Regions from separate parts of the Mus musculus genome. Here region 2 is linked to region 1. A link is a contact called in public HiChIP or PLAC-seq data. All regions are on one chromosome and are shown on one strand. The core of a region is the stretch at or near the end of the contact, and the rest is flanking DNA. Distances in the headings are between cores, read along the strand shown. Region 1 holds the start of Tm9sf4 (transmembrane 9 superfamily protein member 4). Region 2 overlaps Nol4l (nucleolar protein 4-like).

Evidence for each region. HiChIP or PLAC-seq counts read pairs in DNA pulled down with a chosen protein or histone mark.
Region 2: a contact with region 1 is called in an H3K4me3 HiChIP or PLAC-seq map of the SCID.adh cell line, with 15 read pairs. The contact joins the enhancer-like site here to the promoter of Tm9sf4 in region 1. A contact is called at or near these places in 23 of 39 promoter capture datasets (the 3T3-L1 cell line, the C10 cell line, the HPC-7 cell line and 12 more), 1 of 15 datasets of contacts at CTCF or cohesin (the NIH/3T3 cell line), 48 of 484 Hi-C or Micro-C datasets (the 63-12 cell line, B cells, the BV-2 cell line and 23 more), 31 of 115 datasets of contacts at active chromatin or transcription factors (the 230-238 cell line, DN3 thymocytes, the HPC-7 cell line and 20 more) and 5 of 9 other capture datasets (adipose tissue, embryonic stem cells, liver and 2 more).

The regions. Positions count from the first base shown.
Region 1 is chr2:153,157,286-153,164,704 of GRCm38.p6, forward strand. Tm9sf4 (transmembrane 9 superfamily protein member 4) reads left to right here and starts at 4,016. Exons shown (of 18, transcript NM_133847.3): 1 at 4,016-4,286. The coding sequence starts at 4,272.
Region 2 is chr2:153,415,878-153,423,296 of GRCm38.p6, forward strand. It overlaps Nol4l (nucleolar protein 4-like), which reads right to left. Exons shown (of 11, transcript NM_001134300.2): 6 at 4,655-4,932; 7 at 2,083-2,268; 8 at 1,811-2,002; 9 at 1,486-1,608; 10 at 767-968. Among named protein-coding and RNA genes, the nearest start is that of Asxl1, 74 kb to the left of the region's middle. Within about 2 kb of position 2,789, at least 13 of the 459 cell types and tissues checked have an H3K27ac peak or open chromatin away from gene starts, as enhancers often do. A contact at or near this core is called in the 63-12 cell line and the SCID.adh cell line, where this site is marked.

The DNA of each region.
Region 1 (7,419 bases), core at 2,766-5,265:
CAGGCGGATTTCTGAGTTCGAGGCCAGCCTGGTCTACAAAGTGAGTTCCAGGACAGCCAGGGCTATACAGAGAAATCCTGCCTCAAAAAAAGAGATTTGTGTGTGTGTGTGTGTGTGTGTGTTTATGTGTGTGCTTGTGTGGCATGTGTACAGTACCCATAGAGGCCAGTAGAGGGTAGCAGGTCCCCTGGAACTGCAGTTACAGGTGGTGTGAGCTGTGAGTGGGAACTGCAGGGAACATGCTAAACCCTAAGGAACCTTTTTATAAGTCAACTGGTATGGGCTCTTTGTCCCTTATTTTTTATATCTCTCCTTCTGCCTATAATCGTTTTCTTTAGCTACCATACTAGACCTGGAGGAAGATGAATGAGCCAGAAGAATGGTAAAGCTGGCTAAAGCCTAAATCTCTGAGTAGACTTTAGAGAACTGCCCACCCTAACAGCCTGATCTGTCTCTCTCCTGCCTTTTACCTCCAAAGCCAGGGCTCCTTTCTCTTAGAGTGGGCTGGGCTTTCTTCTGCCATGATGTGCATTACTGTGCCTGGGGTGTGTGTGTTGCATGTATATTTTAAACTGCAAAAGCCTCAGCTGTTATTGTTCCCAGAATGGTGAACTTACCACACAATCACCCCTTTGGGAGCGGGTAGCCCCCTTTAGTGCGTGCAGCTCCCTAGAAAACAGCAGGTAGCATCTATTGCTGTACACATTCAACACCCGCCTACACACACACTAAGTAAATAAATATATGTAACAAGGGTCATGACTCCTTTGTGGGGTCAAATGACCCTTTCACAGGGGCTGCCTGCAACCATCAGAAAACACAGATATTTACATTAGGATTCATAACAGTAGCAAAATTACAGTTGTAAAGTAGCAACAAAAGTAACTTTATGATTGGGGGTCACCATAACACCAGGAACTGTATTAAAGGGATGTGGCATCAGGAAGGTTGAGAGCCACTGGTCTAAGGGATGGGTCTATAGTTTCCTCACTGAATAAGCTTCAGATACTCACAATGATAACTTGCTTGATGTCATACCCTTTCCAGATAGTGTTCTAATATCAACATAGACTTAGAACTTGTTCACATTCATGAGAAATATATAGGAGAATGCTGGGTGTGGCAGTGCATGCCTGTGATCCCAGAACTAGGGAAGCTGAAATGGAGATTGTGAAATGGAGGAACGACTTTAGCATAGAACGCAATAAAAGATGAAACTGAAATAATGAAGGCCTGTCATGGCTCATCAGGGGCTTGAGCAACTGTATGCAACAGGAGGAAAGTTTTAAAACAATCATATATTTTTGTGCTGGTTATAGTGTAACAGCAATAGATGCTACCTGCTGTGAAGGGTAATCTATGATACTGAGCTGACAAGATGGCTCAGTGAGTAAAGATGCATACAGCCAAGCCTCAAGATTTGAGTTCAAACCCTGGGGCCCACACTGTAGAAGAAGAGGATCAACTCCTACAAAGTCTGTATGTGCAACAAGGCATATGATCATATGTACACACTCAACACCCCCCTACACACACACTAAGTAAATAAATATATGTAACAACATTTAAAAATGACAATCTTTGGGATGGAGAGATGGCTCAGAGGTTGAACACACTGACTGCTCTTCCAAGGTCCTGAGTTCAATTCCCAGCAACCACATGGTGGCTCACAACCATCTGTAACATGATCTCAGCACCCTCTTCTGACATGCAGGCAGAATACTGTACATAATAAATTTTTTTAAAAATGACCATCTTGGAGCTGGGCAGTGGTGGCACACATCTTTAATCCCAGCACTTAGGAGGCAAAGGCAGGTGGATCTCTGAATTTGAGGCTAGCCTGGTCTACAGAGTGAATTCCAAGACAGCCAGGGTTACACAGCAAAACCCTGTCTCAAATATATATATTTCCTTATCAATATAAATATCTTCTTTTATATTATGTGTAGGGGTATTTTGCTGTATATATGGCTACGCATCATTCACATACCTGGTCCCTACAGAGGCCATAAGAGGGCATCAAACCCCCTGGAAATTGGAGTTACAGACTGTTGTGCGCAGCCATGTTGATGCTGGGACTCAAACTCTGATATTCTAGAAGAGGATCTTCCAATGGTCTTAACTGCTGAGTCATGTCTCCAGCCCCATCAGTATTACTCTTTAACCAGACATAGTGGTAAGAAACTTCCAGGACTTAAGTTGCAGTAGAACTGGCCACAAGTCTGCAATTCAGAATTACTACAAGACTATCTAGTAAATCCATCCTGCTTCTCTAGCTCTGTGCCTCTTGGGAATATATCTGCTCTTTGGGATGGTGTGTTGGTCCCAGGCATTTATGGGTTTGTTTTTCAGCACTCATAACAATCCAACCCAATACTAAATCAACTAGGCTCAACCAAGTAGTTCTTTTGTTCCAAATATCAATAAGGATATTCACATGTTCTATATTTAGTTAGTAGCTTGCTAGGTTTGAACTGCACAAACTTATTTCCTTTATATGTGTAACTGTCAGGTGGGGTTTCTAGAACTCTGTGAGGAATGACATAGACCTGTCTATGCAGCAGGACACCCAGCCATATTTATATCCTTGGGAGGAAGGAGAAGCTTCAAGCCTCTTACAGCCTAGACACAGAAGTGGAAGACACTTATAATTCACTCTATTTGGTCAAAGCAAGTAACTTAACCCCAGCATTCAACAAGAGAAAAAAATTCACCTTTTGACAGGAGAACCAGTATGCTCATAACATGCAAGAAGGAGAGGCTTGTTAGTAGACATTTATGCAGAAAAAAATCCACCACGGTAGTAATCAGTACTGACCACAGTGGTGGTCAGAGCTCAGCTGTTCCTTGCCAAGGTGCAGAAGAGATAACTAAAAATCTTAAGACCAGTTTTGGCACAGTACTTAAGCAATGCTGAGTTTTCTGTTTAGCCCGTGGCTCTCTTTATGGCTCAGGATGGTCTTGAACTCACCATGCCTTCCTTCCTCAGCATCCTGAGCGCAAAAATTACCAGTGTGAGCCACTGAACACGGATAATGATAAAGATGATAGTAACGATGATGACTGAGGCAAGGTCTCACATGTCCCAGGATAACCATGAACTCTTCTTGCTGGACCTTCTGAGTTTGGGGATTACAAGTCCCAGTGCTAAAGATTAGGCAGGCTATCTGCTAAATTAACTATATCCTCAGAACTCATTACTACTCTCTTAACAGCTTTTTGGATCCATCTAAGAAGACCGCACTGGCTCTTTGTACACTTTACAGTGGTATATATGAACCAAACAGTCTTTCTCCATTATGATCCTTTGAGTCCTCCCCAGACCCTTTTAAGTCAATACTGGAAAGTTAAGTTTAAGATGGTTAAGTGACTTGCTTCAAGTCATACATTAAGCCAGTTAGAATGGAGAAGTCCACATTGAAAAATGTCTCCTTTCACTAAGTGTTCTGCTTTTCATTCACTCATTTAACAAAGCATATTGTTTGGGACACCTACCATATGTGTGAAGGAATGTACATACGTTATATAATGACAATTATTTATTGAATACTTTATATGATTGTGTCAGTGGATACTTAACATAAGCCAATTATAAAAATAATCTAGAGCTGGGCGTGGTGGCGCACGCCTTTAATCCCAGCACTCGGGAGGCAGAGGCAGGCGGATTTCTGAGTTCGAGGCCAGCCTGTCTCGGAAAACCAAAAAAAAAAAAAAAAAAAAAAAATCTAGAAATCTCTGCCCCATTTCACTGACGACAAAAACGCAGTGTAAGGGAAAGACAGAGTCCTACCTTCATAGTTATTACGGCCGATTAGTAAGACTATATTATAGTCAAATAAATATTTAAACATATAATTACAAATTACTCTAAATCAGAAGCTGTCAGAGAGGGTTTACCATGCTTTCCGTTTCACAATTAAGGTCCCGGGTAACCCTGGCAACGACTCTTTCTGCCAATACTAAAGAAAGCATCCAGGGAGCGCGCCTATTTCCACACACCCCCATTACCCACAATGCAAAAGGAGTAGGCGGAGGAGCGGGTCTGCCAGAAGTCAATATGGCTCCAATAGTTACACCGTACGTTCTCTTCACCTAGTCAGAGACCTCACTGCCAAGGCCAATCTGCCAAGGAGAAATTAAGCTTCTTTTACCTCCTCACTACTGCGACTACAGAAGAATCTGAAGCCAGGAGTCCCCTTAGTGGAGCTACACTCCGTAACCACAGAAGCACCACTTCCGCTGACGTCATCACGCCGACACGTGGATCCAAGATGGCGGCGGCGATGGTGAGTGAAGGAGACTCCGGGAACCGGAGCTGGAGCAGGGCCCCCCTGGATAGCCCAGGACCTTCCAGCGCCCCATGCCTGGTTCCCAGCCTCCTCCAGAACCCCTGCTCGGGTTACCCTTGACTGGGTCGGCCTCTACAAAGTCCCTTTCTCTAGCCTTGGCATGGCATCTAGGCTTGTCAGGGCCTGGAGTTTTAGGGGAGGTGCCGCTTGGAAGGAAGACTTCGGCTCATGCCTTCACGGTTCTCATTTCAGCTTTCGTTCCCGCCCCTTGTCACCCCTATTTCCCATTTCTTCCCCTCCAGGCTTTGTCTCCTCCCGAGAGGCCCCCGTTATTTCTGCCTTCGCTCCTCCTCCTCACGTTCATACCCAGCTCTCCACATACCCATCAGCCTAACCAGTCTGCGGGTGCCACCTTGCTCGCACCAGCCCGAGCCTTGTCCTTACCTGCACCCTCAGCGGTTCCCATAGCGCATCCCGCTTGATTGCTGCTGTACCAGGGCATCCCATGCCCATCATCCCATCCCCAGGCCCTGCCCTTCTCCTGCCTTTTCTGTCAAAATCTGTCTCTCCTAAAGTGCTTTTATCCGATTGGTTCTTAAACCCCACTGTGCACGGGGATCTTGGGTTGTTGGTGGGGAGGCATGTTTAAATAGTTTCCTGAGCATCACTCCCAAAGATTGCAATACCTTAGGCCATGCTCAGGAATCTATAGTCTCACAAACAGTCCTGTGTTTATAATGGAGGTGGTCCCTGGGTTACCGTTTAAAAACACCTCTGGCCCTGCCTGTCTGTATCCCCCTCCCACTCCACACAGCTCCTTACAGATAAAGGGTCACTATCATGAAGCTGACTAGAATTAAGTCTCTTTGTGGATGAGAGTGGAGGTAATATACCTGTGCCTGAAGGATGAGTCACTAGCTGACTTCTGTTTATCAACCACAGAATTAAGTTTTTGAAGGTCAGATTTTCTAAGAGAAGTTCACCTCAAATTCTGTTTGCCAAGAAATGAGAACAAAAGTCGAAAGTGAATTTTCCTGGGTGGTCTTGTACATTGCTGCCTCAGAAGATAAAATTAATTCCATCGTGGTAGTGAATGACAAGAAAGACTCAGAGAAAAAGCTTGTGACATTTGACTCTACTGAAGGAAAATTCTTGCTTAAGTTATTTGATGTTGGTTTTCTCTAAACAGGGCCAGGTTAATTCATGAAAGGAGTCTGTCCTGTTAGCAGACGGCTGACTTTTTTTTTTTTTTTTTTAAATTAGGTTCCTTGTTTATAACCCCAGAAATCAGGTAAAAATGTTCAAGGTTTTGCGGATTGTAACCCCTTTTGTGGAGCACTTGCTTGAGCGTACCCAGGAGCCTAAGTTCGATATTTGGCTCTGTTTAGGGGAAAAGCAGATTCAAAGCTTTCCCTGGTTTCTGTGGCCACAGACTTCAGTATGAATCATGAAGAGGGGTAAATCCCTAAAGTGGGATGTTGAAATCCTTTTTCTCCTTTATCACATTCAGAATAAGGCGAATGTGAAGCCAGGAAGTCACACCCTTTCTTGTTCATAGAGAGTTTAGTAAGGTGGCATTTATAGCACTGCACAGGGAAATTCCTGCCCTGTACAGAGCTTTTAAGAGTTTATAAGTTAGCAATATGTATTTCTGGTGTACGTTTCTTCATTCAGCAAATATTTGAATGTCCAGTGACTGCCAGGAACTAGGTATATGACTGTCAGAGGGTCATGGTCCCACCCTCGTGGGCCCACTCTCATTCCAGGAAACCTGCCTGGTGCTGCTAAATGCTGTGAGGGTAGCAAGGTGACGGGATGGTGATTGGCAGTAACTGGGCATCATAGCTGGGACGGACTGACAGACAAAACACAAACAAACAAACCAGCTTTGCAAAGAATGTCCCAGGCAAAGAAAATGGCAAGTGTGATGGCTGAATGACATGTTTAAGGAATCTATAGAAGACTTTTAACACCGGAACCATGGGGAAGGGTAGCGTAGCAAACAGCAATCAGGGACGAAACCAGAGACAAATAAGAACCGCACTTGCTAGAAGTAAGTGTGCTTGTGATTGGTGCATGGTGTAGCTCACGGTTAGCAATCTGTGTACTGGATTTTGAAATAGATTTTTCTATTAGGTTGGCTTCACTTCCTCCTACCCTACTGGGACAACATATCAGGGGAGCCAGCTTGTTCTTAATGTGCAGATAGACCATAGAAACCAATTTTTTTTGTTTTGTTTTGTTTTTTTGTTTTTCGAGACAGGGTTTCTCTTTATAGCCCTGGCTGTCCTGGAACTCACTTTGTAGACCAGGCTGGCCTCGAACTCAGAAATCCACCTGCCTCTGCCTCTTGAGTGCTGGGATTAAAGGCGTGCACCACCACGCCCGGCAGAAACCAGTTTTTTAAAAAGATTTTTTGTTTATGTGTATGGGTACACTGTAGTTGTCTTCAGACACACCAGAAGAGGGCGTCAGATCACGTTGCAGATGATTGTGAGCCACCATGTGGTTGCTGGGAATTGAACTCAGGACTTTTGGAAGAGCAGTCAGTGCTCTTAACCACTGAGCCATCTCTCCAGCCCCATGGAAACCAATTTAACTCAATTCAATAAATAGAGAATGTGGCACCTGGGAGGCTGAGGGATCTCTGTGAGTTCAAGGCTAGCCTGGTCTAGATAGTTCAGAGAGCTAGGACTATGTAGAGAAATTTAGGTAGGTAGGTAGGTAGGTAGATAGATAGATAGCATGAATGGAGAATGTGCTATATACTGAGCCCAGTTTAAAAGGCACTCAAGAAACTGCGTGTTCAGTGAAAAGGCACAGAAGCAAGTTTGTACAGAGGTGTATGTGGAGTCACAAGTAGGTATGAATTTAGTTTGTGCCAAGCACATTACTACACAGAAGTGAGTACTGTTCCCACCCCCTCATACATGTAAGCTATTTCATAACCATTTTGGGTGGGGCATATAGATCTAATTTGGAGTGGATCCACTTCTGAGGCAAGTCATACAGAAAGGAACTGAGCTAGTGGACTTGGTGGCCGTGTGAAAAGGCTGGTGATGTGGGGAGGCTGTTTTCCTTTGAAAGTTAGAGTTGTGGGTATGCAGTGCAAGGGCTTTTCCCTCCCTCG
Region 2 (7,419 bases), core at 1,539-4,038, 260 kb after region 1:
CATTTTCATCACAGGGTTGGACAGAACAGGATGATGGAGGCCAGACACAGGTCACAGCCCTTGTATGCCTAGTAGCCCCCTGACCCTTCTCTCCCTGTTGCCCCTGCTAGAGAAGGTCTTGATGGCTGATCTGCCCCCATGTAAGACAGAATACCTCATGCCACCAGAGGTGTAGGAGGAATCTGTCTTCCCCCTCTTCCTCCCTCCCTTGGGGTGGGGAGTGGCACCTGCAGAGGTTCCTGGAAGCACTTGTCAAGCTGCCCAGTTTAGGTATGGAGCAGAAGAACCAACCTAATGTTTAACCATCTCCCAGACGACTTAAATGGGGGCACCATGGGTAGAGGGGCTGAGGCTAGACCAGATCCTGGCTCTGCTGCCAACTCACAGGGGACTTTCAGGGAGTGGAATCAGAGAGGTGCATTTGTAGTGACTGGCAGAAGCAATTACCATTGGAGATGGAAAAGGGAGCCCAGGCTTTCCTGACCTCATCTAAAGACTGACTGGTAATGGGGGAGCTGAGCCATTGTCCCGCTCTTCCCAAGGGCTTTTATGTAGAACAAGCTAGACACTGCTCTGGTAAAAACCAGGCCTGGCCAGGCATGGTGGCACACACCTTTAATCCCAGCCACTTGGGAGGCAGAGGCAGGTGGATTTCTGAGTTCGAGGCCAGCCTGGTCTACAGAGTGAGTTCCAGGACAGCCAGGGCTACACAGAGAAACCCTCTCTCAAAAAAAAAAAAAAAAAAACAGGCCTGACCACTACTTACCATTACTGTGATTTCCTGTCTGGAGGGAAGCAGAGGGCTGCAAGTTGCTGCTCAAGGACCCATAGCCACGGTAGCTGTAATTGAGGCCACCGTTGACATACACGGGGTCCTGGGAGTAGGCAGAGGCTGGCAGTGAGTAGGTGGAGTGGGTGATGGCTGTAGAGTCCCGAGAGTGCTGCTTATCCAGGGCTATGGGTTCTTCCTGCAAAGGAGGGATGACAATGCTAGGGAACCCAGGGGACAGAAAGCCTGGTCACTGTCCCTGTCATGAGGTAGGAAGAGGCTGTTTCCTGGGACCCACTGATATGATCTGGGCTGGGGTATCCTGTTGTTTCTCTCTCCCTGGGCACTTTGCCTCAGGGATCGCCCCTGATTGCATCTCTCTATGAACATACTAGGTTGACTCTATGCAGTGTAAAAGATCCTCTCTGTATGAACCTAGAACCTGTATCTCTTTAGTGCTGGGATTATAGGCGAGGACTTCCATACTCAGTCAGCCTTCCTTCCAACAGGTCTGCAATCTTAGCAACAAGGTCCTCCAGCACTCCTCACCCACCTCTTGGCACCCTCCTCTCTCCATCCTCTCTGCCCACCACAGTGCTATAACCGTAGGCTACATGATGGCTGCCCTGCCACCTCTCTGTCCACCCCCGCTGCAGGTGTAGACGGGATGAACAGTGGGTGAGACCCCTTTGCACACAGCCAGCATGAGCGCATACTTGTGAGGACTGGTAGATCTCCAGGCGCATCCTCTTGGCTGCCTTTCTCGTCTCACTCTCACAGGCAGCTGCTAGGATGTTCTCTGCCATGGCTGAGGTCAGATGCGGAGGAGTAGGTCTGGTCTGCAGGCACAAGAGACAGTGCTGGTGTTTGGGCTGGAAGGGTCCTGGTCAGGGGATGGCAAAGCAGGGGTTTGGACTCCAGTACCTGACTAACAGCCCGTTTTCCTCATTTGTGAAACAGGCCTACTGGGAAGTTGGGGTAAGGGGGTCTGGAGGGCAGTGATGGCGCCACAAGCCAGGGTGGCCAGGAGGGGGTACTCACCATCTCCATGCCGTTCTTCTTCATGCGGCGGCAGGACTTGAGGTATGTGCGGATGCGCTTGCGGGCCCGCTCCTGGAACTCAGGGAATTGCCGGCTGCAGGACTCGATGATGGCCTGGATCTTCTCCTTGGGCTGCTTGGAAATGGGCACCATGCGGTCCAGGTTCTCATCCACGAAGAGCCGCACGAACATCTGGGGAGACACAGGCTATGGGAGAGGACTGGCCCTGCCTTAGACCCATCGGTGTCCCACCAGCCCTGCCTGGTGCTCACGTTGAAGGCCTTGAGCCGCTCGGGGTCCATGCCCTCTGAGTCATTCATCTTGTCATTGTCCTCATGGTCATCATGGTCATCGTCATCGTCATCTGCTGCAGGGGCCCGGCCCACTGTCAGGTCCTCAGGACAGCCACTGACTTCAGTCTTGATGGAATCATAGCTCCCGGAGCTGTATGGGGGTGACTGAAACCAGGCAAAGCAGAGACAAATCAGGTGGCTGCCTACTTGGTCTCCCATGGTAAGCTTGAGGGCCAGGTCAGCAAGTGAACCCTACTTCCCACTGTGAGCTGAGAGCAACAGGTCTGCCCTCAGTGACCCCGGGCTACTGTCTGGAGGCCCAACTAAAGCAACACACAAGGAGGGCCTTGCCTTTTAGAGGCAAGGGGTAAAGTGTAGGAGCCACTTTCTTGGTGGCAGTGCCCACATCAAGACCTGCCATGCTGAGAGAAGGACACCAGAAAAGATTACAATCCGCCAGCCTCTCCTGTGTGCCAGGATCTGTTTGGGCTTCCAGGGTTCCTCCTGGATCCCCAGGGGACTGCAGCCTTGAGTTGACAAGTGAGCTGTCACCAGAGCAGCAAATGTGCAGTCTATGGGGGGGGAGGAGCAGATGGGCTGGGAAAGGGAGCCAGCCAAGGCAGTAGGGCCACAAAGCAGGGTGCAGTCCCCAGCTCCCAGGCCAGGCTGTTTCTGCCTATCTCCCAAGAGATTGCTCTGAAGCCTGGGGAAACAGGTGTTCAAGAAGGGGGAGAGCAGAGACAGCCAGCCTGCTACAGCCCAACTGTGAATGGGCAAGGACTTAAGCACTCTGCTCCCACACAGATCCTCCCCTCCGTCACACCACAGGCAAAGGTGGCAATCACTTCCTTGGTTGGTGGTGGTGTCCTTTCTAGGGCTGATCATATTATGGGAAGGACACACACACACACAAAGATTCCCATGAGCCAGCCCCTTCTGTGTGCCAGAATCTATTTGGGCTTCTGGATTTTCTCAGCCTTCAACGACTGCCTGTTTTTCCTTGGACTATGGCTTCTGCTTTCTCCTGCTTCCCAGCTACTAGGTTGCCCCTTCTGACCCAGCTCCATAATACCTTCCTATCCTCAGCACCCTGACTCTGAGCTGCTGTCATTTGCTTTTTAAAGTCTGTGGCATGCCCTGACTTCAGCATCTCTTTTCTCAAGGACATTGGCATGTAGTGGGTATGTTGGACCCAGGAGAAAACAGTCAGGCACAGTGATGTGGCCACAGCCTGCCTAAAAGGACCTGGTGCTTCCTGAGGAGCAACTCAAGAGAGACAAGTGGCCTGGTGCCTCTGGCCCTCAGGCCCCTCCCGCCATGACCACACAAAGACTTAAGGGGCAGAATTCCAGCCCTCCAGAATAACAAACAGTCTGGGGTCAAAACATGTACAGGGCACAGGGCTGGCTACTGGCTGGCTCTGGACTAGTCACATCTGCAAGTGATTCTTTAGCTGGATCCTCTGCCAGGGCCAGAGCAGAATAAGCAGACTGTCAGAAGCCCTCAGTGCCCACCCCTGTGCCATGGTATGGCCATGATAGCAAGTGGGTTGAGGGCTCTACTGAGTCAAATTTGCCTCCGCCCTAAGACAGCTGCTCTGTCTGGTCCCTGTACCTACTTCCGGGCTGATCCCTATGGGCTGTGCTACACACGTGGCACCAACGCCATCCTGTCCATTTAGATTGTGTCCTGAGCATTTATTTGTCCCATCCCACCCTGAAAAAGAGACAGGCCAGGGCAAAGAGTCTGTGGAGAGTAGGCAGGTGACTGCAGAAGGGCAGAGTTGAAGAGGTGCCCCAGGAGAGCTGGCACCTGTCAGGAAACTTTAATGGCCCAGGATAGTGTGTGCAATTATGGGCCATGGTAGGGGACCCACCTTGCCCACTCCTATACCTATATATCAGCTTGCTCAGGAGAGAAACTCCACATCCCTTTCTGCATCATCTGAAAAGATGGGGTCAGGCAGGCAGATTAGCCGAGGGGTCTGAGGCCTGGGCTGACTTTTCTCAAGGTGTGTGGTGGGGAAGGAGTCCACAAGCCAGGGTGCCTGTGCGGTCGGTGCCCTTCTCCACCTTTATGCAAGCTTGGAGGGCCACCCTCAAATCACCTCTAACAACTGAGCCCTTTGTTAAGGCCTTTATGTTTTTATTATTTAGGTCTTCCTATGGTAGCTTGGGCTGTCCTGACCTGAAACTCTCCATGTAGCCCAGGATGGCTTCATGTAGCCCAGGATGGCTTCCAACTGCACTCCTGCTTCAGGCAAATTCTGAGTAGTAGAGTTATTGGCATGACTACCATGCTTAGCAATGTCTTATACTTCTGTCACAAATGTGCCATTTGCTGCTGTTCCTTACAGCAAACTGTGTTCTGGGGGAGGTACTCTGAACCATATGCATTCTAGTGTGGCTCTAGGAAATGATGAAGAAGGGACCACAACTACAGCCCTGGCTTGATGTCACACCCGGGCCAGCTCAGTTCCAGCTCCACTCCAGTCTTTATGACCTCCAGCCTCCCAATACCCCAGCAGCACACAGCCTGTAGCCCCACACACCTCGGGGGTGTTCTTTACCCCATACTTGACGCGGCTCCGCAGCCCATCAGTGCCGCAGCCGTCTGAGGGGTAGGACGGCGTGCCCAGAGCTGTGCCGGGCGGGAGCTTCTCACACAGGTTAATGGGCTGGTCCTCGGCAGTGGCGGTGAAGTCCATGGGGGCTGCAGCTCCGTTGCCATTCATCTCAGGGAAGGCGGGGTCCCCCTGTGTGCTGCTTGAAGTGGATGGGTTCAGGGTAGAAGAGCCATTGCCGCTGCCGCTCTCAGAGGAGGAGTCATCTGGAACCAGAGCACTGAGTGTGAGGCCTGTCCCTTCACCCCCTGTCTCCAGAGGCCCTTCTGGGTGTAGTGGCCTCTGCACCTCTCCCAGAGTACCTGCACTGTTACATTATCCTTGAAAATCAGAAATGGGCTCTGCTTTCTATCCCAGATGCTCTGGGATCTGAAGTGAGACTCGGGCTTAGCACCTGGGCTGAGGCAAGGGCAGGGAAGTGGGGCCACTCGGGGCTAAGTGCATACGCAGAGCTACAGGTTTCTCTTCACCTCCAAACATACAAATGCCAGAGGCAAGCTCCACTTCAGGCAGCCTACCACAGGTCCTCAGACACTTCCAGGGCTTCAGAACTAGCCTCATCTTGCTCCAAACTGCCCCCCGCCCCTTCCACCTTCATGTCATGCACAGGGGAGCTTTGACTTTCTCCTTCCTCTGCCTGACAGCTCCACTCCCAAACTCCCTATTCATCCCTGCCTTCCTAGACAGAGTCTAACCAGATTTGTAGACTCTGCCCTCTGTGCTTGGCTAAATGGCCTCAAGGTAGCCCAACTGCTGAGTCTGGGGGCTGTATCTCCTGTGTTTTCAGATGGTCTTCCTGCATTCTTGATGCAGGAGCCCCCTGCTGTAGAGAGTACAACATTGCAGGATCCAGAGGATAAACTTCAGCTCCAAGGGAATAAATATACATTTTTAGATAAATCCCAGGCTTCTTTTTCTACAGGTCCCAGCCTCCTGCTTCATTAGCTGGGGCCACAGCAGCTACTCTAGACCTCCTGGGGTCACTGTCAGGTGAGAACCCATGTGGATACCAATGGTGCTTAGGAATTCTGGAAGCTCTGCAGCTAAACCCAGTGTACTGGCTAGTTTTGTGTCAACTTGACACAGCTGGAGTTATCACAGAGAAAGGAGTTTCAGTTGAGGAAATGCCTCCATGAGATCCAACTAAGGCATTTTCTCAATTAGTGATCAAGGGGGAAAGGCCCCTTGTGGGTGGGACCATCTCTGGGCTGGTAGTCTTGGGTTCTATAAGAGAGCAGGCTGAGCAAGCCAGTAAAGAACATCCCTCCATGGCCTCTGCATGGCTTTCTGACCTGCCTGAGTTCCAGTCCTGACTTCCTTTGGTGATGAACAGCAGTATGGAAGTGTAAGCCGAATAAACCCTTTCCTCCCCAACTTGCTTCTTGGTCATGATGTTTGTGCAGGAATAGAAACCCTAAGACACCCAGCAAGGGGAGGGGAGGGTGGCAAAGGGAACCCTGACCATATCCTGAACCACTCTTTTCTCCAGGATGGGGGTCTCTCTGACCCCACCCTCTCCCTGTAGCCAGCAGATTATGAAGATTTAGTCCCCAGTGTTGAGCACTGGGCACGCGCACCTGAGCGTCCCCATGGTGACTGAGCAGCTCTGGTACTCCAACCAATCACTTGCCTCTCAGCTGCCTGAGGGCGGGGCCGGTCTGCCCATCAAGCAGCCAGGGCCCTGAGTAGAGGGGGATGGGGAACATGTAGTGCAGTGGCATTCCTCCCCCTCAGCTGCTGCAGGTCACCTGGGCAAGGCTGTGCCACCCAGGCCACCTTTAGGCAAACTGCTCCACTTTCCCTTTATCCTGTGAGCTTCATTCCAAGCCCTATATCTGGGACCTCCCCGCCTTAGCCCTCTGCCCTCGAAGACCGGCTGAGATTTTCCTCTGACAGTATAAGTCTAGAAGGTTAAAGAGAAAAACAAACTGCCTAACAACATTAACTGAGAACTACTGTGTACTGGTCCTGTTCTAGATGCAGGAGCAGTGATGACTAAAACCAGGGTGTTGGTATGCCTGGGGGACCAACTACATCTTAAGAAGTTTGATAGTAACTGGGAAATTGAGGTGTGACAGGTACCACCTGCTGAGCATCTATCCACCCCCACTGCTGCAGCGCTTCTCGCCACCCAGGCCACTACTAACCCCTTCCTGGACTTCTTGTTCTAGCCTCAGGACCTTGCAGCCTGCCCTGCCAGCTCCCATCCCCTAACCCCTTAGCACTGGGGTCTCTAGGCTGGGTTAGAGTGTTGTCTGCCCTGCTCCTTCCGGTTGGGCCCATTTCAGAGGGCTTTCATGGCCTGACTGCCCTGCTGCCTCACCTGGGAAGGAGGTGCTCTCCATTGTCCTAAGTACCACTCATACAACCACTGGTAGGGCTCCGGCACCTGAGATCTGGGGAACAAAGCTGAAAACCCGCCTTGGCTAATTAGCTTCTGTCTGTTCTTAGCCACTTCAAAGTTATGCCTTCTATTCTGGTACCATCCCCCACAGGCCACTTGATCGACCTGGAAGGGCACTAGATGCCTCCTCTGGAAGGATAAGCTGCTCTTCATCAGACACCATGCCAGCAGTCACTCACTGCATTTACCACAGGCACCAAGGCCAGCTACAGTGTCATACCCTGCATGGGGACAGAGAAGGACTGCCTTGTCTGCCTGCCTGGAGCAAGCAGCATGTGTGTGGCTGTGG